Linked DNA regions of Mus musculus: region 1 is linked to region 2. The links are chromatin contacts, called in public ChIA-PET maps. All regions are on one chromosome and are shown on one strand. The core of a region is the stretch at or near the end of the contact, and the rest is flanking DNA. Distances in the headings are between cores, read along the strand shown. Region 1 holds the start of Rfx2 (regulatory factor X, 2 (influences HLA class II expression)). Region 2 holds the start of Tnfsf14 (tumor necrosis factor (ligand) superfamily, member 14).

Evidence for each region. ChIA-PET counts read pairs in DNA pulled down with a chosen protein or histone mark.
Region 1: an RNA polymerase II ChIA-PET map of memory CD8 T cells shows a contact between it and region 2, with 30 read pairs. The contact joins the promoter of Rfx2 here to the promoter of Tnfsf14 in region 2. A contact is called at or near these places in 5 of 39 promoter capture datasets (the C10 cell line, cranial neural crest, liver and 2 more), 3 of 115 datasets of contacts at active chromatin or transcription factors (bone marrow-derived macrophages, memory CD8 T cells and pancreatic cancer cells) and 1 of 9 other capture datasets (liver).

The regions. Positions count from the first base shown.
Region 1 is chr17:56,829,648-56,832,347 of GRCm38.p6, forward strand. Rfx2 (regulatory factor X, 2 (influences HLA class II expression)) reads right to left here and starts at 1,361. Exons shown (of 17, transcript NM_009056.2): 1 at 1,236-1,361.
Region 2 is chr17:57,192,787-57,195,486 of GRCm38.p6, forward strand. Tnfsf14 (tumor necrosis factor (ligand) superfamily, member 14) reads right to left here and starts at 1,395. Exons shown (of 4, transcript NM_019418.3): 1 at 1,071-1,395; 2 at 117-153. The coding sequence starts at 1,283.

The DNA of each region.
Region 1 (2,700 bases), core at 111-2,610, 360 kb before region 2:
CACACTTATGTACATGCTAATAAAGTTACATTTATTAACACTCAATCGTTGTAGGATTTTTCCTGGGGGACCTGAGTACCGGAGTGTTCCGGAGACGTACTAAAGTAGGGGTGAAGTCTCAGGAGAGACAGCGGTCCCAGCTGTTTCTTGGTGCGTTCCCCGCCCCAACTCCCCTCCCCGCCACCCTAGGGGGCTCTGTCCGGAACCGAGCTCTCTAGGGTCCAAGGAAACAACCGCAGCCCTAGCGAATCCCAACTGCGAACTCGGATATGACCCATGGAAAGGGGCGAGGAAGACAATCCGGTGTTTTGGGATGTGCTGCCTGTGCACAGGAGGGCTGCGCACGCACTCTCCCGGCCTCCTGGATCTTCCTACAAACGGTTCACACAATATTTTCCTTCGGGAAAGTTTTCTAGATTGGGGATCTCGGCAAAGAGGACGCTATGGGTGCGCTTGAGCTTCCCGGAGCGGCATGGTAAAGGACCCCCAAACGCAGCGGTGTCGGGTTCCAGGGGAGAGTGGTCCGAGGATTTGGGGCGCCGGGGGTATTTGGGATGGGCAAGAAAACGCGAAGGGAGGAGTTCCTTCCAGAACAGAACAAACGCAGTGACTATTTTGGTCAAAGCACAAGAAAACGGTGCCGGAGCCCCCAAATCCTAAGTCAAGAAGGAAACCCGAGGGTCAGAACTATGAGGCAAGCAGAAGAGTACCCTCGGAGTTAAGTACATGGATAAAAGCCAGAACCCCGATTTCATAAGTATAAAAGGGAGACGGTGCCTCTGGGTTTTCAGACTTGGACGAGAATGGCTGGCTCTGTGGGAGCCCCCAACTCAGGTTTTAGGGGGATGACAGCAAGGAGCGGGTTTGGGGCAACTCCAATTCAGGCTTTGGGAGTAGTCAAAGAGAGGACTGACTAGTTTGAGGGCGCCTCCGAGTTTCAGGTGTTGTGGAGTAAGAGACAAGGAGGGGTCTTCTGGAGTCCCCGCTCCTCAAAGTCAGATTTAGTGCGTCAAAGGCGAGAAGAGATCGCTTCACTTTACAAACTTTTGAGAGTGTGAGAGGGGTTCCACCCAGCCCAGGGCTCCCCCAAATCAGAGGCGCCTATCAGGATTGGATGAGGTTGGCGTCTGCAAAGTTGGGGCGCCGGGTCCGGCCGCGCCCGCCCCCGCGACCCCCCTCCAGCGGGGTCCCCCCCCCCTCCGCCACCGCCCCCTGCCCCGGCCCGCACCGCTCACCTGGAGTTCGGCAGGGAGTTCCGGTAGCGGCTCCCGCGGCGTCGGCCGCTGCGTGTCGCTCCGCGTTGGTAAGTAACAGTCTCCACGGCTACAGTCTCTATGGCGGCGGCGGTGGCGGCGCCGGCCGCTCCTCCTCCGGCTCCCGCCGCCCTCCCGCCCGCCCGCAGCGCCCGCCCGCAGCAGGCGCCCGCCCGCCTCAGCCTCGCGCTGCCCTCACGGGGCGGGGCGTTGCGCCCGGCAACGGTTACCAAGCTGCACGCCCCGCCCCCTCCAACGGCCCGCCCATGCCCGCCTCCAACGGCCTCGGGGAGGGCGGGCGATCTCCCCATTGGCTTTCATAGTGCCCGTCAGAGGTGAAGGGGCAGGTCCTTGGGTAGAATACCAGCCAATCGCTGAGAAGGAGGGCGGGGCCTGGCGGGAGGCGCGCGGCTCCCGGGAAGGGTTGGCTCTAAGGAGGTGCGCGAGGGCCCACTGGTGGCAGTGCGTGTTTTGCGGAGTTACGGTGATTCCGCTAGACCGGAGGCGCTCACCGTCTAAGGGGAGCAGCAGACTCTGGCCTTGCGCCTGCTCTTTCATGGTCCACAAACTGAAAACTTTTTTTTTAAAGATTGTTGTCTATGCGTGTGCATGCAATGCGCATGAAGACCCGAAGAGAGCGTTGGATCGCCCTGGAACCAGAGTGACCGTCTGCTATGAGCCGCCTAATTGAGCAGGGACCGATCCCGGGTCCTCTGCAAGAGCAGAAGCCTCCTCTCCAGCGCTTCTCCTTTTTTTTTTTTTTTTTTTTTTTTTTTTGAGCCGGTGTCTTGTATACACTCACTACACCGCTTAAGCTGGCCTCCAACACCTGATTTTCCTGGCTCCATCTCCTAGTGCTGGGATGATGGGTGTGTGTTCACCAGTCCTGGCTAAGCTGACAACTCCTCACCCACCCCATCTCGCTTCTCTGTCCTCTCTGGTTCATATATATATACAGGTCTCAATGTGGACTCTTCATAAAGCTTATATTTTGGTGGGATGACACAAACAGAATGAAAAGTTAACGCAAAAGGAAAGGTTTAAACCCAGAGACCCAAGTGCGGAGGAGCTGTCAGACCATAGCTCCATTCATTCATTCATTCATTCATTCATTGAACGTCCAATTGCACCAGTGAACATGGGTAATTTGGGCTTATGTGCCCAAAGCGGTGAGTCAGGGTCTTGCTAAGTAGTCCAAGCTAGACTAGATTCCCACTATGTAGTCCAAGTTAATGTTCTTTTTGTCTTAGGTCCTTGACTACTAGGGTGAGAGGCAGGTGCCACCAAGCATTTGTGCACAGTCTAACTCATGAAATCCTGAACTTAGGCCGCGAGAAAGGCAGTAGACGCTGCCTCTAGGACTGGAGTTTCCAAAATAAATATATTGGAGCAACTGGAAGCCTGGTGCCACAACACCACTTTGTTGGCTGCCTACACTACAAAGCTA
Region 2 (2,700 bases), core at 145-2,644:
GAGGGGCACCTGCGAGGCCTACAATGTGACACTGGGTGATGACCCAGAGTTGGTGTGGGGAGGTGCTGAGCGGAAACCATTCCACCTGCTTCAAAGGGACTGGGGCCCAAACTCACCTTGTATCAGCTTCTCCCAGGAGCCTTTGCCTCCATCCTGAAATGCAGACAGGGATGTTTGGTAAGGACATGCCGCTCCGAGTCTCACTGGTATGTGGTGATGAGACTGTCTGGCCATGGCCACAGACACCACCCATGGACATGTATGCAGAGCCACACATGCACATATCACATACATACACACAGATGCAGGGGGAGGGGCACACACCTAATTAGATCTGTTGTATTTCCAAGATAGGCTCTCATGTAGCCCAGTCTGGCCTCAGACTTGCTAAATAGCCTAGGATGACCTTGAACTCCCTCAGTCTTCTGCCTCCCCTGCCCAAGTGCTGGGATGAGGAATTAACTAGTCAAGTCGAGTGTCTGAAATGCTTGAGACTAGAATTGTTTCGGAACTGTTTTCGAGGTTTTTGGATAGTTGAGGGCCGGTGAGAGGGCTCAGGCGGTAAAAGTGCTTGCTGCCAAGCCTGGCTACCTGAGTTCAGTCCCTAGGACCCTCCACAAAGGAAGGCACAGAGAAGTGATTCCATAGAGGTGTTCCACATACATGCTGCGGCACATGCATACTTTTTCATGTCTACACACTAAATAAGTAAATGTAATTAAAAAAAAAAACTTAAAAAGAAAATATAGGCAAAGACTCGGGAGCATACTGTGACACACCCATGGCTTGTCTGAAAGGAACAGTGAGCAAGCACATGAGAGAGCTGCGAGTGAAGCAGGGTGACCATGAAGCCAGTGGTGGACAAAGGTTTGGGCTGGAAACAACAACCGAGTAGGTGAATCCCAAGGAAACTGCCGGGCACTGCACGTGTATCAGATCCTCATGTAAAGATGAGAAGACTGAGGGTCAGAGAGACAGGCTAACCGAAGCCCTGGGTTCTAGCACACAATACACAACCATAAAGGGACAGGTACTGGAGAAGACTCGCTGGTTCCCCAAGCCCCACTTACTGGCAGATGAGCTACTATGTCTCCAAGACGTTGATGCAGTCTCAGGAGAAACCAGCCCTGAGTGGCCAGCCCAGCACCTAGCAGCAGCACCAGGGCCAGGCTGACCTGGACAGTGCCACAGCGCCGTCTCCGGTGGTTCTGTTCCAGCCGCCTGAATGGGATGTCCGTCTGTCCATCCACCACAAACACTGAAGGCTGTACCACACTCTCCATGCCAGAGCAGCTGAGGCTCCGAAGCCCAGGGAAAGGGTTGGCAAGCCTGAGTTCCTCCTCTCCGGAGGAAACCACAATTGCCCAACACGCTCGGGCTGTGCAAACTGCAAAAGGTTCCTGTCACCCCTAGGACTCACTTTAAAGCTGAAGTCTGGTGCCTCCCCTTTCCTCACGTACCTCCTCTTCTTCCTGTGCCCCCAGAAGGCCCAGCCCCCGGTCGATCACTCTCACTGAGGCCACCATAGCTCACACTTTCCAGAAAATGTGACTCAGGTGGGATGGATGGGGCAGCCCCTGCTCCGATGTACTTGGTGGCTTTTGTTTCCCTCAGAGGAGCTTCTGTGGGTTCCATGCAAGCATCTTGCACCGCACCTGCATTTGCACGCGCTGACAAGCAGAGGCCTCTGTGTTTGCTTTAGTCTGTGCATATGGGTGCAGGTGCTTGTACAGATGCACGGTTCGTGGATGTGTGCACACAGGTGTAGATGTTCTGATATGTGTCTGCAAGTGCTGGAACAAGCACACAGGCATTTCCTGATGTGTGTGCAGGTCCATATATGGACACACACACACACACACACTACAGTGTCTATCATCTATTAGCACATGCACACATGAACCTCAGATGTGTTCATATGTGTGTCCACTGGAGACGGTGCTGGGGTAGATTTTCAGATACCACCTTGTCCCCAAATCTTCAGCTTGGACCTTACCCCCATCAGACACCCTCCCAGATACTGAGGACTTGGGGGTTCAGTTAGAAGACTCACCAGCGCCCCTTCTCAATGTCAATGGCCCCCATGCTGTAGTGTTTGTCTTGACACAGGGCTGGCAATGCTGTGACCACAGAACCCCAGTGCTCTGCCACGCTGCTGATTCATGGCTTCTCTAACCAGGGTTCCAGGGGAAGTACTGCTGAGACTCCTGTCCCCCTGCAGGACCCACCCATCCACCTGCCTCAGCAACAGAGCCCTTCAGAGGAAGCCCAGGTCTGTGAGGTGCTGAAGGGATGTGTGCTGTTGACATGAGCTTGTCAACAACTCCAGAGCCTCAGACCCAGAGGGAAACATAGCCTTCTCTTCTGGTCCACGCATGGATGTGCATGTCGCCAGTGTGTGTAGAATGTGTTCACCATCCTCCCCCTTGAGTGCTGACGCATGAACATAGCTCCCTTCCAGGGACAGTTCTTATGGAGACTAACTCAACCTGCCTTCCCCATCCCATTGTGCATATAAACCCTGCCTCCTTGCTTAACTGTATGTAATAAGTTGCCTTTTTCAGTGGTAGGCAATAACCCCACTTCTCCACTCGACTCTATATAATAACGTGCTAAGAGAACTCGTGTGCAGAAGGCCCAGATCACATGACCCCAGGATTCCTGGATGTCTGTGTTTGTCGTTTCTTCATCTCTTTGCTG